Regions from separate parts of the Mus musculus genome. Here all the other regions are linked to region 5. The links are chromatin contacts, called in public HiChIP or PLAC-seq and promoter capture Hi-C maps. All regions are on one chromosome and are shown on one strand. Each heading gives the region's core, a stretch centred on a gene start, on an enhancer-like site or on the middle of the called end of the contact. The rest is flanking DNA. Distances are from core to core; before and after follow the strand shown. Region 1 holds the start of Mtrex (Mtr4 exosome RNA helicase). Region 2 holds the start of Zswim6 (zinc finger SWIM-type containing 6). Region 3 holds the start of Plpp1 (phospholipid phosphatase 1). Region 4 holds the start of Il6st (interleukin 6 signal transducer). Region 5 holds the start of Plk2 (polo like kinase 2).

Region 1 (3,748 bases), core at 443-2,942, 2.5 Mb before region 5:
CAGATGGTTGTGAGCCACCATGTGGTTGCTGGGAATTGAACTCAGGACCTCTGGAAGAGCAGTCAGCGCTCTTAACCACTGAGCCATCTCTCCAGCCCCCTCCAAGCTCTTTCTTAACTCAAGATCTTGGGAATGTTATTCCTACCATGCTTTACAGGATTAACTTCTAGACAGCTTCTAATTTCAGCTCAACTATCACTTTTCATGACTCCTCACCATTGGGGGGAAAAAAACCGAAACAAAACACCCTGCTAAACACTCATGGGCATGCTCTCTCTCTCTCTGAAGCTTAACAACTATAAAGCACGACTGTCTGTGTGATTAGTAAATTAGATTCCTAAGCTGCTCTGGAGCGAAGGTTTCCATTTTTTTCGGTCTTATTATCACCAGTCAGATGCTTGGTATTTATGTATCAATAAGCACATATGCTTGCAAGTTTTTTGTTATAGAAAAAAATTACTGCAAGCAAACAGATCAAACAGAACAAAACAACATATAATTTTGATGTTTTTGAAACTAGCTGAAAGAGTGGCCGTAACTAATCACCTTCAAGTTATCAAATCAATCTGCAGGGTAAGCAAAAAAATGCAAGGATTTGACAAGCATAGAATTTTACTGTAAGTCAATCCAGTGTCCAATGTGTAAAGTGTGGTTATTCTTAGGAAACACTGACTTTTCTGGAACATACAAGGATATTTATGTAGATAGATGCTGAAGAAGACATTAAGATCTGACAGAACATGGAGCTGCATCAAGCCAGAAGCACTTCCCTTAACAACTCTCTTAACTAGCGGAGCGGCTGTTCTGACAGCTCAGAGTGGATTCCTGCTGAACAACAGCAGATGCCATGACTCCGTTCTTAGAAGGAGAAAGAAAAAAAAAAAAGAGTGAGTTAGAAAGGCGAAGCCACGCTGTAACAGAGTTACTTTTGTAACTTTAATGGCCAAAGGCCCTTAGACCGATCTACAAGGCCACCCCACCCACTGCTCAGGTGTGGAAGATGTCTAAGTTTGGATCTCATCAGCTCACGTTGTGAGTCTTTGCTGGACAAGAAGCAGGGTCTGAGGGCAGAAGGCTGGGCACTGGGTCAGGGCTTACCTTGCTTCACTCGGGGCTCCCGGGCGCCGGTGGGGACGGCGGGCGCCGGCCTGGCCACCGGCTTCTTGCTCTGGGCTTCCCCAACAGCTCCGGCCTCTGCACTTCTGGCTCTGGAAGCAGACACGGCGGCCCGCATCGCCGCAGCTCCCGGCGCCTTGTGTTTCTTATTTTTGCCGCCCATGTTTCAGCTGCAGGAGAGTAGTCTTCCAGATCCAGATCCCCGCTGCGGCACAGCAGAAGCCCGAGAGCTCTTCACGTTTGCCGGCTCCCACGCCTCCACCCAGCCTCCTCCATCCGGGCTCCGCGGCTGGGGCTCCGGCTCAATTGGCCCGTGTCCTCAGACTCCGCCTCTCGGCTCCCGGGAGCGAGCGGCATGGCTGCTGTCGTGCGCCACTGGTCGCTAAGTTTTTAGTCATTGAACTGCCGGACTCGCAGTGGTTGGAAGAGAAAAGGGGCAGGACCCAGACTAGAAAGGAGAAAAGTCACGCGGGGCTCAAGGCTCGCTCACTTTTGACTCCTCCGGGCCACCGTCGAGTCCCCCCATTCGGCGTCACTGTAGGGTACGGTCGCGGGGCCTCTTGGGTAGGAGGGAGATTCGGTCTCAGAGTTCCGAAAGATGGCGGATGCTTTCGGGGATGAGCTTTTCAGCGTTTTCGAGGATGATTCGACCTCTGCAGCAGGAGCCAAGAAAGACAAAGAGAAAGAGAAATGGAAGGGGCCACCAGGGTCTGCAGACAAGGCCGGGTAAGGAAAACCTCTGAGCTCTTTTTCTTCTCGTTCTTCTTGTTTTTGATGCCGGTAAAGGAAACACGACTCAGACGAGGAGCACAGAAAGTGTTTGAATGGAGTCAAGAGGCTAAGGAGATTGAGGGGAAAAAAAAAAAAAACCGTTGGGGAGAGAGGAAAGGTTGATTTTGCGGGAGGGAGGGCGGTCTCGGTGTTCGTGCCTGTCCGGCCGCAGCGTGGCTTCCTTAGGCCATGCTTTGGCTGTAACCCCAGCTTAGCAGGCCAGGTACGGCTTTGCTTGCGAGGCGGGGCTTGTCACCCACAAAACCTCTCACATAGTCTTTAAGCAGCGAGGCACTAGATGAGCCAAGGGGGAAGACATGTAGGGGGTTCTTAAACCGCGAAGGCAAATCGCTACCGAAGGAAGAGATTTAATCTCCAAGTTGTAGTTTTCCCAAAATAAATTAATAATAATAATAATAATAATAATAATAATAATAATAATAATAAAGTCAGATTCAGGATATCGCTATGTAAGTTGGGCAGCCCTCGAACTCGAGATCCTCTTATTTCAGGTCCTTAGGGTTGGAATTCCCAGAGTGCCCCTATGACACTCGGTCAAACTAGTTTTCTCTTCCGTTAGCGTTTTACACTTGATGATTGATTCGGTCCGTTATTACATGAGTAGTTGCAAAGTACTGGTTTAAAAAAAAAAAAAAGCTATGTCTTTCTGCTTCTTACCTGGAATCCAGTCATAAATTAATTAATTTAAAAAATCATTGCTCTAGGGCTGAGGACATGGCCAGTGTAAAAGACAGCTTTCTGTTTGAGAATGAGGACCTAGTTTCAAATCTCTAGTACCCACATAAAAAGTGTGAGCACTGTAACCCCAGCACAGTGGGGCACAGAGACAAAAATTGTTGGGCCTGGCTGGTTGCTAACTTAGCCTCTTGGTTGTATAAGTGAGAAACGCTGTCTCAAGGGAGTAATGTAGGATGCTGGAAGTCCTCTGGCCTCCACTGTATGCTCAAGTGTAGGCGCCACACAAAGAAGACACAGAATTTCCCTTATTGTCAGTTACCTTCAGTTCTCAAGTTGAGGAATTTCCTTCACCACACTGACCCTTGGACAAGTCTTTGGAGCATTTTCTTAATTGCTGATTTATGTGGGAGGGCAGCCCAGTGCGCTATGGTGTGTACCTTCCTGGGCAGGTGAGCCTGCACTGGGTGATGGAGCTATAGAAACCCGTGAGCAGCATTTCTGTGGTCTCTGCCTCCGAGTTCCCATTTTCGCTTTTCTGAGTGATGGATTGTAAACACATCAGCTGAATTAAGTCCTTTCCTGTCTAAGTTGCTTGTGGTCAGTGTTTTTATTTATTTTTATTTTGTTATTATTATTATTATTATTATTGTTTTTTGTTTTTTGTTTTTTTGAGACAGGGTTTCTCTATAGCCCTGGCTGTCCTGGAACTCACTTTGTAGACCAGGCTGGCCTCGAACTCAGAAATCCACCTGCCTCTGCCTCCCGAGTGCTGGGATTAAAGGCGTGCGCCACCATGCCTGGCCAGTGTTTTTATTACAGCAACAAAAAGCACACTAGAGCTTTCGTTGGTGGTTCATTTTCACCTTGAAATACAGTTCATAAAGAAAAGGCAAGTTTAACGTTTGCTTGTGTGTCAGTTTGTTTTGAGACAGGGTCTTGCTATGTAACCATTATTGGCCTTGTCCTCAGACATGCTTGGAATTAAAGGTGTGCGCTGCCACACCTGGCTGCTTCCCAAGGTTAGGAGCCGAGTTGTGCACACCTCCTTCCCTCCCTCCTCCTGCCCTGTGTCTCTCATTGGGTAAATGAAGCACTCTAAATCACAGCAGTCAGTGCACACACAACTCTGAGGTTCCTTTGTAGTGTCGTCCCAGGCTATCTG
Region 2 (3,982 bases), core at 998-3,497, 2.5 Mb after region 5:
CTCCAGGGAAGGTCCATGTCTTAGATCCAGCCTCTTTTAGTTCATTGCGATATCAAATTCTTTAAATGTTAGCCCCCTCTAAAGGTATGTATTTTCCGGTAACGGAAATTAATCCCTCCCACCAACACCGCATCTGACCCTGAATGAGTCATTAATTCTGTCCGAGGACATCAGTTCTGTCCTTTTTAACTTTCTAATTCAGAGACCCGTGTACACGGGTGGAAATGTTCAGCGACCTGTACTGCACACGCTTTTGTCGTGACTTTTTGAGGACAGACTAGGGCTCACCCTTCTTTCTGCTCCGATACTCTAAGTTTTAAAGTCTCTTAAAATTATTTCTTAAAGAGATATAGATATTAAACAACCGGAGGAAAGGGACTTCCTCTTCCGCTTGCCCATAAAGCTCTTCCAGTTTTCTGTCCGGCTTTTTCCTAGGCACCGAGGAGGTGCCTAGAAAAATACTGGATGAATATACAAAAACATGTCACCAAAATTTTCCTAACAAGCAGCTATGGAAAGTCTGCCAGCGTCCTGTCTCCAGGGACTTCTAGCCTGGGGCTCCCGATGCCCGACATGGATCACGTCCAATGTCTCGGGCGGCCTTCGCTTTGAGTGGGCAATTTTCTTTACAACGCCGACGCGCGTAGTTGCTTTAAATTCAGACCAGGTAGGCAGTGGGGAGTAGCCAATATGCGAAAGTGTCAGAGGAGCTAGGGCTTATCTCCAACAATAGGACAGTATCTCTAACACTGTTTACAGTAAAAACAGAAGGTGGAGCAAGAAGTCAGAGTGTCTAACGTGGTCATTAAGCCTGCGGCTTGGCTGAGATCTAACCAAGCTCTGCAGAGTGCGAAGAACAATGTCCGCAGGGTTCCCGGTTCAGACGGGGACTCGTTTCTCCGCCTCCGCTGGCGCCCGGGCACCGTCTCCCAGCGCTGCTCGCTCTCCTGCTGCCCTGCAGCGGGGAGGACCCGCCGGTCGGGCGCCGCCAATGCTGCAGGGAGCGCAGCGCGCGTCCGGAGCGCCAAGGACTCCAGGTCTCAGCCCCGCCGCAGATTCCAGAGCGCCCGCGGCTGTTGTCCGCCACCGGGCGGCCGTGAGCGACAACCGTCTCGCGTTGGAGAGTTTGCGCGATCCTCTCTGCCCGTGTGTGCGCTCTAAGTGAGCGGCCCGACCCCCTGGGTCTGCAGCAGGTCGCGGCAGAGGGCGACTGGGGCTCTGGGGTGAAGCCGGGCGGGCCGGCTTCTTGGCCCGAAGGACTGAAAGAGTGCGAGGGCGGGGCGGGGCAGGGCGGCGCGGCCGGCTCGGGACGCGCGTCCAGCGGCTGCGGGGCAGCATCCGAGCGCTGCGCGTGTCCGGGCGCTCGATCGACTCGGCTCCCTGGCGTGTCACCGGGCCGGAGCGAACCCGGGGCTCAGGGCTGGGTGCGCTGCAGTTACGCGGGGCAGCCGCGCCCCTTCCCCACCTGGGTCGGCGAAAAGTGAAGTGGAAAACAGTGGCTGAGCTCAGCCCTCCTCCCTTTCCCCCCTGCGCCGCAGCCACGGCCGAGGGTGGGGGAAGTTCGCTTCGCCGGGTTGGAAGGAAAGCAGGCGGCCTGGGCCGCGCCTCCCCCGCCTTCCTCTCGGCCGCGTCCCCGGGGCTTCACGCAGCATTTCTTTGTTTTGAAAGCGCCTCCTCCGCCCAGAGGCTTTTCCCCGCGGGGCCGGCTGACTGGGGGGTGGGGCATCGAGCAGTCGGCCCGCCCTCCATTTAGTCCGGAACCCTCCCCCCTCCCCGCCCCGCGGCGACCCACGAGGAGCGTCCACGCTCGGCGGACATCAAAAGGAGGCAGGGCGCTGGAGGGCTAAGTTGAGTAGACAGGGGGCGCAGAGACCCACCCACCCTTCCCCTTGGCAGACGGCCCGACCCCTCCCGCGGAAACCCCGCCTGAGCCCCGCCTCCCGCGTCACAGCAGCCTGACATTCTCACAGCCCACCGGGCACCCAACCCGGGTGCCCCCGCCACCCCCGTGTCCACGGAGCGCTCTATTTATGTTTCAGCCCAGTGATTTGCATAGGCCCCGCCCCCTCCCCTAGGTTCTCCCTATCGGCGCTCCTCCTCGGCGATGTCGTCACGGCCTAGGCCACACCTCCCGTGCCCCTACAAGGAGCGGCGGGCCCTAGATGGCAGCGTGGCGTCGCCACGGCGTGTGCGTGTCGCGCTTCCTTGTGCCGTTTATAGGGTCCCGGCACTTCCGCTGTCGGGTTAGAAGCGGCGCGGTCATGGCGGAGCGCGGACAGCAGCCTCCTCCCGCGAAACGGCTCTGCTGCCGGCCGGGCGGCGGCGGCGGCGGCGGCGGCGGTGGTGGGGGCAGCAGCGGCGGCGGCGCGGGTGGCGGCTACAGCTCTGCCTGTCGGCCCGGCCCGCGGGCGGGCGGTGCGGCGGCGGCGGCGGCGTGCGGGGGCGGCGCGGCACTGGGGCTGCTGCCGCCGGGCAAGACCCAAAGCCCCGAGTCTCTGCTGGACATCGCAGCGCGCAGGGTGGCGGAGAAGTGGCCGTTCCAGCGCGTGGAGGAGCGCTTCGAGCGCATCCCGGAGCCGGTGCAGCGCCGCATCGTCTACTGGTCCTTTCCCCGCAGTGAGCGGGAGATCTGCATGTACTCGTCCTTCAACACCGGCGGCGGCTCCGCGGGCGGCCCCGGCGACGACAGCGGCGGCGGCGGCGGGCGGCAGCACGGGCGCGGCGCGGCGGCGCGGCGGCTCCTCATCCTCGCCGGCCGCCACCTCAGCCGCCGCCGCCGCCGTCGCCGCGGGCACCGGGACCCCGTCGGTGGGGGCGGCCAGCGCTGCGGACGGCGGCGACGAGACGCGGCTGCCCTTCCGCCGGGGTATCGCGCTGCTGGAGAGTGGCTGCGTAGACAACGTCCTGCAAGTCGGTGAGTCACGGGGCTGCCGCGGGCCGTCGGTCCTTCGGTCTGTCCTCCTGTCCCTCGGGGGTGGGGGAGGGCAGGGTCTCCCCTCCGATCCCCTGGGCCGCCTCGGGTCGGGCGCGCGCGGTGCAGCAGCGGGCGACTCGGACGGTCCCCGGAGCGGAGCGCCCATTTCCTCCCGCTGGTCCCCGCCCCCGTCTCCCCGGACGGGCTAGCGCGAGTGGGAAATGAATCAGCAAGGACGCGCCCCTCGGTGGCGGGGTGGTGGGTGTCGGCGTCCCGGTCGTCTGTCCGGCAGGCTGAGTGCGGGTGTGCGGGGCGGGCGTGGACAAAGGCGCGGGTGGCCGCGGGGCTCGGGCTGGGGCGTGCGGCGCGGGGGAGGGGGCGCGGGCCGCAGACAATGCCGACCGGGGCGCTCGCTCTGCACTGCCCGGCTCGCGTCCTTTCTTCTGGCGCTGCTCCGCGCCCCGCGGTCCGAGGTGGGGTGGTGGCGATCCCTTCAACCCCGCTCGGCCACCGCTCCGCTCGGGGCTCCGACGGCCGGCCGGCTAGCCGGCCGGCCCCTCGTACTCAGGCTGCTTTAAGGTGTCTGCAACGAGCTCCGCGGCGTCCGCGTCCGGGTCCCCGAGCCACCCCGGCCGGCAGTGACGGCCGGCCGGGCCGCTGAGGGGCGCCGCTCTCGCTTCTCCGTCCCGTGAGGCACCCCGCCGCCCGACTTCTGCCTGAGCCCGGGGTTCGGGCGCGGTGCTGAGGGAGCGGGCAGCACCGCCGACGCTGTGACCCGCGGCCGGCGTCCGCACCGAGGGGCCCCGCGGCCCCTGCGCCCCTGCGCTGCTGCGCGCCCCGCACCTCCCGGCAGTTTGTTCTCCTTTCGGGTTTATTTGTGCCCCTTTCAATTTTCTGTCACCCTCCGAAAAGGGGAAAGCAAACAAAAGAGCCTCTTTATTTCTTTTCAGGGCTTGTAAAGTAGAAGATATTTGACAAAGGCGAGAGAAGGGCTTGTGATTTAAAGCTGCACAGCCCTTCTTTCTCTGACAGACCAGGAGAGTTTTCTCAAATCCCTCTGCCTTCCGC
Region 3 (3,880 bases), core at 469-2,968, 2.4 Mb before region 5:
CAATTTTATAAGATTATAGGCACCTAAATGGTCAGGCTGGAAGCAAGAGAGAGGAATAGTCTAGAACAGCGAGATTAAGTTAAAGCCTGGGGAAATTTCCTATCTCTGAGGAACCATTATGCTGATTTGTATCTAGGATGCAAAAGCCACTAGTTCAGTCGCCTTGAAAACTCGCCAGGACTATGTCAGTTACTTAAACCAGAGTCCCACCACCCAAACTTCCAACAGCTTACAACTAGGTAAATTGCCTGACCCAATGGTCTACAAGTGACAGACACGATACAGGAAAAAAAAGAAGAAAAAAGAAAAAGAAAAAAAGTGAAAGCTACCCCTTCCATGCCTATCCCTTGACAAGATGACTCTAGTTTTGGAGGTTTGGGAAGTTTTGTTTTTGTTTCTCCTGAAGGAGAAACAAAACAAAACAAAAAAAAACATCTGGAGACGAAAGACCCCAGAATTGAAGTCTTCCACCAGGGAAATAACCTTAACTTTGCTGTAGCTAAAGAAATTAAAGAAGCTAAAGGCGCTCCGTGCCAGGCTGTCACAGGAGACAGGCACACCAAGGCAAGGGCTGCGCTATAAGCCAATAGCAGGACTTCTACGGGATGGGATGGGGAAAAGCAAGCTTCTTCAGACCTCATCAGGCAGAAACCTGGCCATCTCCATCGCTCCTGCAACCTGACAATTTACAACCTGACGACGCCTTCTAATTAGGAACGTTCTAAACCTTTTATAGACGAAGAAAACTTTCAAGTGCTTCTCACCAAGTTATGATAAGCTGGGCACTGAAGCCTGCCTGCCTGCCTGCCTGCCTGTTCCCAGGGAGGGAAAAGTCCGAGTGTACCGAACCTCCAGCTTCGCTGCAGAACCTGATGAGCCAGAGACCAGGATTCTCTGCACGGTGCAGAGGGAGGAGCCCACCCTGCCTGTTAGAGTGGGCCGGGAAACAGAGGGTAACAGCACAGGCGAGAACAGAGGCCAAGCAGGGCTAGACTCAGCGCACCGGCAGACAGGCAGGGAGAGCCCACGCTGGAGCCAGAGTGTTGGATGCAGAAGCGGGGATCACCCCCACCCCCACCCAGCCCCGGCCCCCCGAGCTGCGCAAACGGCTCCCCACAACTCTCTCCGCAGCCACCGGCGCACGCGCGCGCGCGCACGCCGGGCACACCCACCCCACACCGGTGCGCGGCTCCGCCTGGAAGACCCCCGGGCCGCGGCGCCTACGTACCCAGCAACACGCAAATCACATCGAGGGCCACGTACGGCAGCCGCGTCTTGTCGAACATGGTCACCGGCTGGATGGTGTCACCACCTGGTGCGAGTGGCGGGAGGAACAGACCGCGGCGGTCCAGATACCCAATTCCCAGAGCCCCGCCCTCGGGATGGCGGCCGCCCCAAGCGACTGCGAGCCTCTTAGACTGACGGGAGCAGGGACCAGGGCAGTTTGGATTGGGCCGCCCTGCCACCGAGGGCAATCGTGTCCCGGACTTTTCCCTTCACGGACCCGGTACTGGGCCAGTGGCCGCCGATCTGTCGCCTCAGGCGCCTGCTCTCTCAGTGCTGGCTCGTCGCGGCCAATCGCCCTCCGCTGCCCTGTGCCCTCTCCAACAGGCCGGGCGAGCTCTAAGGATGAGGACTGGAGGAACACCGCTCCTCCCGCCCCAGGCGCGCCGCTCCGGCCAGTGCGCGGTCTCGCCGGCTGCAGCGCGCGGGGACGAAACCCAGGCCAGCGCAGACAGCCAATCAGCGCCATCGGCCCCGCCCCGCCGACTTGCGGAGCCCGCCCCGAATCTGGAAGCTGGTTAACGGGGCGGGGCCAATTGCAGGGATTGGGAGTCCTCTCTTTAGTCCATTCAGCCCTTTAGTGCTAGGCGATGCTTCCTTTAAAGGAGAGCCAGACCCCGATACACCATTCCATAGCTCCTGCTGCCCGCCATCCTTCTCCTCCCATGGGCTCTCCCTCCAAACTGTTTAAATGAGTTACCTCTAAGCCCCTTTCTGTGAGGGGCCTGCACCTTGGCCTTCCTGTTGGTCGTAGCTGAGCTTCATTCTAGCAAGAATCCTTCTTGCCCTCTGGTCATTCTTGATATTCTAATACTTAATATCTGAACCCTCCCGCCTTTGGTGTACGTAAATCCGCAGTCTACCCTTAGCAAGAATACCCCTGCCATTAATGTCTTCTTAGTCATGTTCTGTTCACTGACTTCGAATCTCCAGCTCAGTTTCCGCTAACTGCAAGTCATGTCTCCTACTGCAATAGACTTCGTTGGGACTTCACTTGGGAGGAGTTTGGAGACTTGTTCAATGGTAGAGCTCTGGCTTTAGCACGGAGGGGCCTTATTTTTGATCAGTAGCGCAGCTTCAGCCATGCTCACACAAACAATAGAGTTAACTATGTCTTAAGAAATATCAATGATTCAATAGTGGCAGTCCCCGTACCCATTCCCAGGAGGCCTCCAGAACACATTTAGTAATCTCAGTTTCCAAATGTGTAAAAAGAGGATCTCAATGATCCCCGCTGTCTATTCTAATTAAGAGGAAGTGGTGAGACTCAGAGAAGATAATGTGACAATTGCTTTATAAAGAGTTAAACCACCACTACCAATCTTAACAATACATGGTTTCCTCCTTGCTCAAGACTTTTTTTTTTTTTTTTTTTTTGACAGAGACTCCTTTAGCCCAGGCAGGCCTCACATTCGGCTGTGTAGCCGAAAATGGTCTTAACTCCTGCATCTACCTCCCAAGGCGTTACAGGCATGAGCCAGCACCCCTGGGGTTTTTCTTCTTATAGGAAGATGTAAAATACAAATCACAGAATGTGCCTTCTGTTTTCTCAGGTATTTCCTGCCAAGCATCCCAAAAGACCAGTGAGTGGAAAGATGCTACTTCCCAAGGGGAGTCAGATGTGTTTCCAAGTGCAACTATAAGCCATAAAAATGTGTATTTGTAAAAGTATATTCTTATTTTAAAGATATATGGATTTTTAAATTTCAACTTATTTTAATTGTTTCTAAAAGCTCTCAACAATTTACACGCAAAAAGATGTGGCATTATTATTTATTATTATTATTATTATTATTATTATTATTATTATTATTATTTCGTTGTTTTCCTTACCTCCAGAGTTACAAGAGTCCTAGGTAGCATGGTCATTGTTGTATGCCAGCCCCGCGGCCTACTTGAACCGGGTACACCTGGAAGGCAGGCTGGGGCTGAAAAAGACTTAGACGGCGAGAGAAATAATGAAGCCAAAACGATTCCCTGTTCAAGTCTCGCCAGTTTACTAAGAGAGTGTGCTTATAAGGGGAAGGCCCATCCCCCGCCCAGTCCATTCTTGGTGTCTGGAGCCAGCCTGTAGGCGACATGCAGGATAGGATGTTCCTCCTGAATATCTCAGGGCCCTCTCAGCAGGTAGCAGTGTCTTGGAGGAGACCAGTGGCAATTGACAGAACAATAGAGCCATCTAGGTCGAAAGGCTCCACCCTAGGTAATCTCCGTAGTGGCAGCAAGGTCAAAGTCTGGATCAGCCTGCTTCGAGGCTGGGGGAGGCTACAGGTCATAATACATTTAGATGACTATTTTTTTTAAACTTTTATCAAGCACATACTATGTGCCAGGTATAGTCTAGGCAAGATGGCTTCCCTAAACAGCTTTGAGATGAAGATGTTGGACACGGTGGTATCCACCTGTAGTTCTAACACTGAAGACCGGAAGCGAGAGAATCAGGAATTCCGGGACAACTGCCCATACATGGAAGTTTTTTAGTTCCGCTGATGGGAAATCTCCTTTCAGATAGCTACCATCCTAGTTTGGTTTCTGTTGCTGTATAAAGACCATGAACAGAAGCAACTTGGGGGGCGAAGGGGTTTATTTAAGTTTA
Region 4 (3,823 bases), core at 198-2,697, 2.1 Mb before region 5:
AAATAAAACAGAACAAAATGCCCAGTTACATAAGAATGTTGCTTTAAATGAGCGGGTAACAGTATTTGTAATATTCTAAATCACTAATGCCAACAATACAAATTTCTACTATAAAGTTTATCCTTAGCTGACCTTTCCCCCACTGTAATTTTTTCTCTCTCTTTCTCTTGTGAGTAGAAGCAAATGAACACACACACACCCCACCCCCAGAAACCTGTGGAAAACAGAATTTAACCGACTAGCAGATTAGTCCTACAAATGTAGCATTCCAGATCAGAGCTCAAAAATAATTCCCAATGATAAATATAAACACAAACTTGGAAAATTAAGACGATGACGATCATCCCCTGATAATGTGTCAGTAATTTCAAATTAAGAGTCGTTCCAACTGGAAGCTGGCAGTCAGTCAGTCACACACGGTCTAAAAGAGTTTGTTTACAACACTGACCAGACCAAAGATTTTTCAGAAGATTCGCGCTGACATTCCAGCACTCACTGACTACTTTTAAGCAGTACAGCTGCTGTAATGTCCAATAACTATACAAATTAAGCCAAAACGAGTTTCTTCTTAATGGAAAAATGACAAGAACAGAAGTGGACCAAGCCCTTTATATTATGTTTGCTTTGAGTTTCTGAATTTTGGTTGTTCATCCAAAAGAGAGCCCCCTGCCAGCTGGAGAAGGGGACACGTTTACGCTTAGGGGAGGAGGTGAAAATCTAAAGACCGATGATGGGCTTGCTCTCGGGATGTAAAGGCACGCGGGATTTATTAGGAAGGGTACGGACCGAAGGGAAAGTTAATATTTATAAACACTGGACTTTCATTAACGCCTAAATGTTAAGATGTCTGGGTGAAAAGTTCGCTCTGGATTAAGAAACATCAAGAGCAGGGAACGGTAGCATTTCACGGGACACAGAAGACCACACTTTCTAGGGCCATGTCCAGAGTAGGATCAGGGAGCACGGCACGGGAACTGGAAGAACGCAGGACGCGGTCACCCAGGACGCGCGATCCCGAGAGGACTTTGGGGCGGGGGCTTCGGAACTGTGCGTCAGGAACGCGGCTGGAGAAGGCGGGTGACAACATCAGGGAAGTCGGAGCCCGGAGCGGGGAGGGAAGGAATGCGGGGATTCCCAGGCCAGCCCGACCAGCTCCGGGCGTGCGCTCGGCGCCGGTCCAGCCCGGCCCCGCTGGGCCTCGGGTGCCAGGTGGCGGCCGCTCCAGGCAACCCGCACCCTCCCGCGCCGGGGCCCTGTTCTTCTCACCTTCCGGACGCGAGCCTCGCCGCTCCTGAGCGTCCCTCAGCCCCGCGGATCCCGGCCCACACCACCGGTCCCTCAGCGGAGCCGCAGCCCGGATGGCTCGAAGCTCTGGCCTCCCGACCGCACACGCCACCCTCCGTCCGCCGCTGACCCGGGCTCTCCTAGCTCCGCCCCCCACGGCCCCGCCCCCCGGAGCCAGAGACCGCGAGCTCATTGGCTCTGGTCAGTCTCGGAGCGCGCGGCCATTGGCTCCGGGTCGCCGGAGACGAAGGGGCGGGACTGCAGGCCTCTGCGATTCCCGTAACGCGGCTCCCGGCGTCCGGGATTCCGGAGGCTGAGCCTGGTCGCCTTTCCTAGACTAGATCGAAGGCTTCCCCGCCGCACTTGGGTGGGTGGCCGGAACGGAAAGTTCCATTTTCTCTAGGGTAATGGGTCGCGGACAGCAACCCAGGTGCCTCCCGCGACCCCTCTCCCCGGACCTCGGCTGTCTCCCTGGGCTGTCTTCCCCAGAGGGCCTGCGAGCCTCCGGCGACTGCTAGGAGGCCCTTGGGACTCTGGAGGCAAGGGAACTCCCTGGGGACAGGGCAGGACTTAGTGGCCCTGACTGTACTCGCCCATAGTGACCGCTTCGGACCCAGGCTTAAGTAAACGAACCTTGCTACTGTGCAATTTTTGTTGTTGTTAGTAAATGAGTTTGGGTGTCATTGATTGATCCGTGAACTGGTGACCTGCCAAGAAACTGTTATCTTTTTGCGGTTTGAGTCGCCTGATGTGTGATTAGAAATACCAAGGAAAAACCTATTTCATTGTAATCCACCACCCTTCCCTTGATTGGAAAACGACCTTAAGGCTGCAATGTGCGTGAGTGCACGTGTGTGATGTGTGTATGTGTGTAGTGTGTATACAAGCAAGTTGAGAAACTTAAAAGATAAGGGATGTGTAACTGTAAAGAAACACTCCAATTTGCATTGGTTATCTTTTACTGAGCACGGAGCCCGCCCTTGGAGTGCAATTGATATAATATATAATCAGTGTAACTCCACTGATGGAAATTGATTTTCTCATTCCCAACATCTACCTTTTGTTTTGCTCTAAAGGAGACAAATGACAGGAAGCTGGACGGATGGAGGGGTGTGTGGGAGAAGTTGAGGGAACAGCAAAAAAAAAAAAAAAATCTGGTAAAAATATACTGTATACAATTCCCAATAAAAAACTTTTAAAAGTGAAGAAATGACTCAAAAAAAAAAAAAAAGAGAGAAGGCTAGAGACTTTTGGAAGAAAGGCTAACATAATGATTTGCAGAGCAAACAAATACCCATTAATTAGTCATTGTAAAGTTCTTTGTTATATTGACAATTCAGATGAGATCAAATGGATCAAACTGCAGTCTTGCTCTCTGCCCCTCCCTCCCCCTTTTCTTGCCTCTGTTGCATCTCTATACCCCCAGCTCTGAATTATGACCCCTTAGCTGTTGGTCAGCTAGTTTGAAAAAACACTGCCAAGGGCCTGGCTAAAAGAGTCTCAAACACACTAGTGGTTGATGTGCTGAAGCTAAAGATGTGTTTGTCTCTTGCTCAGGGTGTGACAAGATCGAATGGAGGGAAAAGACTTGTAAGGGCCTTTGTTCAATTGAAGACCTTACAAAGGTGCTTAGTAGGTCTGCTGAACGACTATTTAAATGCAAATCCTACGGTTGTTACTTCCCATTGCTGTGACCTTGGAAAAGTCTTGAGTTTCTTCATCTGCAAAATGAGGAGGACGGTTCTGACCTGCTAAGTTGCAAGAATGAACTTATTTAAAACAGCGAGAGGGTTTGACGCACTGTTCAGTAAATATCAGGTGTCCTCGAATGACTCCTCTGCCATCGCACCTCAGTAGACCTTTCTGCATTACAGCATTTATTTAAAAGTTTGTTTATCTGAGGTGGTTGTGGATAGAAGGAGGTGAATGTTTTATAATGGATTCACCTGCCTTGGACCATGGGTGGGGAATCCGAAGGCCTATACTGCCTCTCTCGCATACATGACTTATCACTTTGTCTGTATTGGCTCAGCTCAAGCCTTGCCACACAGCAACTCACACTTTGTGAGAGTGATTAAAATCCTGAGCAAAGGGACTGGAGAGATGGCTCAGCAGTTAAAACGCCTGATGCTCTTGCGGAGGACCCAGGTTCAATTCCCACCACCCATCTCAGGTGGCTCACAGCCAATGTAAGTTCAGTTCCAGGGAATCCAACAATCCTCTTCTGATCTCCAGGGACCCCTGCACATACATGGTGCACATAAACTCACAAAGGCACACACAAACATGAAAAGAAAAAGAAAACCAACAACTTTGACAAACAATCCTAAACAGAAAAGATAAATCAATGCTTGATGAAGAATTTTCAGAACTGCAAGACACTAAGAAGGACGCACCCACTCTGTGGAAGTTGCTTGATTTTCCAGACCCCTCTATAGAATATTGGTCCGGAAATAACCCCTTTCTAGTTAAGAGTTAATCACTAGAAATCCCCATTGAACATTGCAATGTATGGGTTTTTGTTTTGTTTTGTTTTGTT
Region 5 (3,928 bases), core at 892-3,391:
AAACATTTATTTTATTGATTGCCTTAATAATCCATTTAGAGGTGTAAGTTATCTCGCTCAAGAGTGCACACAAGTTTCCGTTTAGTAACACTGCTGTGGTTTGCAGATTGTAGTGTGAACTAACTTTCTATTAACTAATAATAGAGGCATATTTGGTCTCCACAAACCCCAGGAAGAGCATGGCTCTCACCTCCTTCTGTGTTCCAGTGGTTCCAGTCTGGCTGCCAAACCAAAGTCTCCCACCTTCAGCTCCATGGCTTCATTAATAAAAAAGTTCCCTAGAAGATAAACAAAAGGAAACATGAACTCCCTTGGAAAGGTTCACACTTGGAGATCAGCACCCTCCAGTGAAGGCACCCATTCAAAAAGCTAGATTCACAACACTGGAAAACCTCCCACTCTCTAGCCCCCACCCCCCCACCCCCACCCCACCCCCACCCCCGTCGCTGCAGGAGAAGCCTTACCTAGCTTGAGATCCCTGTGCAAGATTTCTTGTTCGTGAAGATACTTGAGTCCTGACACAATCTGCCTGAGGTAGTATCGGACTTCTGGCTCTGTCAACACCTTTCTTGCTTTCAAGATGTGAGCCATGGACTAGGAAGAGAAGGGGAGAGAGGAGAATTTGTCAAATAAAGTTACCTAGATCGGGCATCCCTTTGCTGGACTGACGACGCAGTCTCATATGGTGGGAGACTAATTAACTGTCACGGCTAAAACCGCTGATAAAATGTAATCCAAACACCACTCCGGCTTCCTGTCGGCAAGCTCGCTGACCCAGGAGTCAACACTTACCCTTCTACTGCAGTATTCCAAGAGAATGTAAATGTTTTCTTTGTCTTCAAAGTAGTGGTAAAACTGCACGACATGCTTATGGTGCAGTAGTCTGTGAAGCTCGATTTCTTTGTCGATCTAAGGAAAAATAAAAAAAGCAAGAGAAGGCTTATTAGTCTCTCGTCGTGTCTGGAAAGGCAGTGCTTACACATGCAGAAGACATTTTTTTTCTAACAGGGTAGGGCCATCCCTGCACACAAAGAAAATACTTTAGTCGACAGTCATACCCACCTTTTCCCTCTGATGAGGTTTAGCTACTCTGCTGTGAGGAATAATTTTTGCAGCGTAGACTTTGTTGTTTGTCAGATCTGTCATTTCGTAACACTTTGCAAATCCACCCTGCGAGGAAACAAAGCCGAGATGGAATTGAGCAGGACAGAAAAAAGGAAAAAAAAAAAAAATGAAGGGCCAACGTTTAAAATAAATGAATACGTAAATGGGAACGGGAAGCAAAATTTGAGGAACAGAGGGTGGGCAGAGCAGTACAATCTGCTTTGTATAATGGTTTTTCAGGAAGGGCAGCACATTCCTAGAAACCAGTCCAGTTTTCTCGTTTCCCCTTTACAAAGAACTCTATGGAGAAGGGAGTGGAAGGGGGAAAGGGAGGAAAATGCCCTCTGAAGAAATTTGACAGGCTAGCTCCCTGGGGATCAGATAGTGAGAGCCCAAGGCCAAGGTAGAATGCCTTCAGTCCTCCTTCTTAGACTCGGGAGAAAAACAGGCTAAGGATGCAAATCCGAACCCCAGCGCTGTCGGCGCACAGAAGCCCAGGAGGGCAGGAGAGGAACCCACGTCGATCGTTCGGGGAACCAGACAGCTGAAGGAGCGAGAAGTGCGGGCGCTGGGTCCCTGCTCGCTCAGCTTGCCCGGGCAGCCCGCCCTCCCGCCCGGCAGCCTGACGTCCGCCGCTCCTCACCTTGCCCAGCACTTTGCCCCGGCAGTAGCGCTTCCCCGTCGTGGGGTCGACTATAATCCGCGAGATCTCGGGTCCCGAGTGGGAATGGTGGTGATGGTGGTGCGGGGCCGCCGGGGTCACCTGGGCTTGGGGCTGCCCATCTTCAGAAGGCTGCTGCGGTCGCTTCTTCTTTGAGTCCCCGCCGCAAGCTTTGCCCAGAGCCTGCTCGCACATCTTGGTGCCGGCGGCCGGCTGGTAGGTGATAGTCCGCAGGAGCTCCATCGTTGCCTCGCCACCCGACACTGCCTACTTGCCACCTCCGAGGCGCGGACAAGCGTCCGGGCTAGCCCTGTCCCTCGAGCACCAGTCTCTCTCCCTACTCTCTAGTCTGACGTCCTGCTTCGCTTGTGCGAGCAAGAGCGAGCAGCGAAGCTTTAAATACGCGCCGGCTGGCTGGGGCGGGGCCTCGTGACGTCACGGCGAGCGCTCCACCCACCGGCCCCGGAGTCCGCGCTGTGGATAGGTGCGGGGTGGCCGCCTGGATGTCGTGGGCTTCGACCTGGCCTGAAGGCGGCGGTACGCCAAGTGCCCCCAGTTCGTCGCGTGCCCTGACTTTGGACGTGGGAAACAGAAACCCAAGGGCGGACGCCCTGTCTGGGTCCTGGAGGAGCGGGGATGCGGGGTAGCAGCCCGGGGGAGCCGCAGGGTTGGCACCGCCCTCCTGACTGTGTGCAGCCCCACACCCTGTCATCCAGCGAGCCCCGCGGGGTGGCACCCGGAGACCCGGAGCGCTTGGGGACCTCCGCCGCCACCGCAGGCGGGAGGCTCAGTGGCCGGCCTTGCGGAACCGGGCACCAGGCAGAGCCAGAGCAGCTAGGGAACCAGGCACAATCCGGGTCGCAGATCCGGGTGACCTGCTGTGGCGTGGGAGTATCTGAGCTCCCTGCAGCCTCTTCCCATCGCCTGATAAGTGACCCCTGTCAGAGGCCAGGCTCTTAACCTTGGAGTGGAGCGAGGGCTTGACGACTGGAGAAGGTTTGGTACGCAACAAGTCTAAGCAAGATCGCCATCCTGTGGATTTTTTCAGAAAAACGATTAACGGTCTAAGTGGGCCGAGGTTCCTTAGCAACAATATGGGCTGGCTTCCACAGTAACGCTAAAAGTGTTCTGTTGCCAATTATAATTCTACAATTGAAGTCATCTATAACTTTTTGTTCCAACTAGGTGATTCAGATTGCGTGGATCTAATGTCACTAAGCAATGTCACCGCCCTGGTACACAGAGTCAATCTAAGGTCCCACAGTGGGGTATAGTGGAGAATAAAGGCGGCTGTTCAGTTTTTACAGATTTTACTGTTCAGTTGTACCATCTCAGAGACTTTCCTTCTTCCTTGTTCCAGCGCGTATGGTTCCGTATTAACCGCTGGTAGCTATTTTGAAATGCTGTATACATTTTTTTTGGGGGGGGGGGCAGGGTTTCTCTTTTCTCTGTGTAGCCCTGGCTGTCCTGGAATTCACTCTGTAGACCAGGTTGGCCTTGAACTCAGAAATCCGCCTGCCTCTGCCTCCCAAGTGCTGGGACTAAAGGTGTGCGCCACTACTGCCCGGCCCTGTCTATATCATCTTAATACAATCCTGAATGAAAAAGTCTGCCATATTAGGGGAGGGAAAATCATTTTCCTTCTACCCTTTCAAATTATCACTGTGGTTCCTCGGGCTGGGCAGATAAACTGCAGAACCACAAGTTTCTCCATTCACAACAAAAAGAGTACCCTCCAAAGTGGCTTAGAATTGAGGTTTGAATGCTATCAGAAGCCAAAACAAGAGTGTGGGAAAAGACAGGAAACAAAAGGCAGTCGGGAACAAGGGAGTAAATAGGGAAGAGTTTATGTTTTTCACTGATAAGTTTGTTACTTAGAATCGTTCTTTTTGTCTGGTTCTGGAGACTTAGAACTTGAGACTTCTTTTAATAAATGTGATTTTTTTTCTTTTTCCTTACAAAAAAGTGGTGTGCCACTTTCAGGCTTTCTGTGTCTACCTATCTTTTAATTCAATTCAAACTTATCCCGACTCAGCGGTTACATTGAGGGTGACATAGTCTAGCTACCTGTGGACCTGTTTTGAAGGGACATAGCCTAGTCTACATCTTTCCCATCTTACAGGTGAAGAAACGGGGTCCTAGACGATTTAAATAGCTATTATC

What was found. Promoter capture Hi-C pulls out the DNA fragments that hold promoters and counts their contacts. HiChIP or PLAC-seq counts read pairs in DNA pulled down with a chosen protein or histone mark.
Region 1: a promoter capture Hi-C map of pre-B cells shows a contact between it and region 5, with 5 times the contacts expected there. The contact joins the promoter of Mtrex here to the promoter of Plk2 in region 5. A contact is called at or near these places in 1 of 39 promoter capture datasets (pre-B cells) and 1 of 484 Hi-C or Micro-C datasets (CD4 T cells).
Region 2: a contact with region 5 is called in a promoter capture Hi-C map of pre-B cells, with 3 times the contacts expected there. The contact joins the promoter of Zswim6 here to the promoter of Plk2 in region 5.
Region 3: a contact with region 5 is called in a promoter capture Hi-C map of pre-B cells, with 4 times the contacts expected there. The contact joins the promoter of Plpp1 here to the promoter of Plk2 in region 5. A contact is called at or near these places in 1 of 39 promoter capture datasets (pre-B cells) and 1 of 115 datasets of contacts at active chromatin or transcription factors (astrocytes).
Region 4: an H3K27ac HiChIP or PLAC-seq map of regulatory T cell precursor shows a contact between it and region 5, with 10 times the contacts expected there. The contact joins the promoter of Il6st here to the promoter of Plk2 in region 5. A contact is called at or near these places in 2 of 115 datasets of contacts at active chromatin or transcription factors (astrocytes and regulatory T cell precursor).

Annotation. Positions count from the first base shown.
Region 1 is chr13:112,925,324-112,929,071 of GRCm38.p6, reverse strand. It overlaps Mtrex (Mtr4 exosome RNA helicase), which reads left to right and starts at 1,692. Exons shown (of 27, transcript NM_028151.2): 1 at 1,692-1,842. The coding sequence starts at 1,715. Dhx29 (DEAH (Asp-Glu-Ala-His) box polypeptide 29) reads right to left here and starts at 1,392. Exons shown (of 27, transcript NM_172594.3): 1 at 1,099-1,392. The coding sequence starts at 1,279.
Region 2 is chr13:107,888,329-107,892,310 of GRCm38.p6, reverse strand. It overlaps Zswim6 (zinc finger SWIM-type containing 6), which reads left to right and starts at 2,247. Exons shown (of 18, transcript NM_145456.3): 1 at 2,247-2,707; 2 at 2,709-2,717; 3 at 2,720-2,725; 4 at 2,728-2,730; 5 at 2,733-2,914. The coding sequence starts at 2,262.
Region 3 is chr13:112,798,615-112,802,494 of GRCm38.p6, reverse strand. Plpp1 (phospholipid phosphatase 1) reads right to left here and starts at 1,718. Exons shown (of 6, transcript NM_008903.2): 1 at 1,229-1,718. The coding sequence starts at 1,286. It overlaps Gm41067 (a long non-coding RNA gene), which reads right to left. Exons shown (of 3, transcript XR_873969.2): 3 at 3,124-3,222.
Region 4 is chr13:112,461,694-112,465,516 of GRCm38.p6, reverse strand. It overlaps Il6st (interleukin 6 signal transducer), which reads right to left and starts at 1,447. Exons shown (of 17, transcript NM_010560.3): 1 at 1,267-1,447.
Region 5 is chr13:110,393,257-110,397,184 of GRCm38.p6, reverse strand. Plk2 (polo like kinase 2) reads right to left here and starts at 2,141. Exons shown (of 14, transcript NM_152804.2): 1 at 1,748-2,141; 2 at 1,063-1,170; 3 at 793-909; 4 at 465-594; 5 at 191-278. The coding sequence starts at 2,008.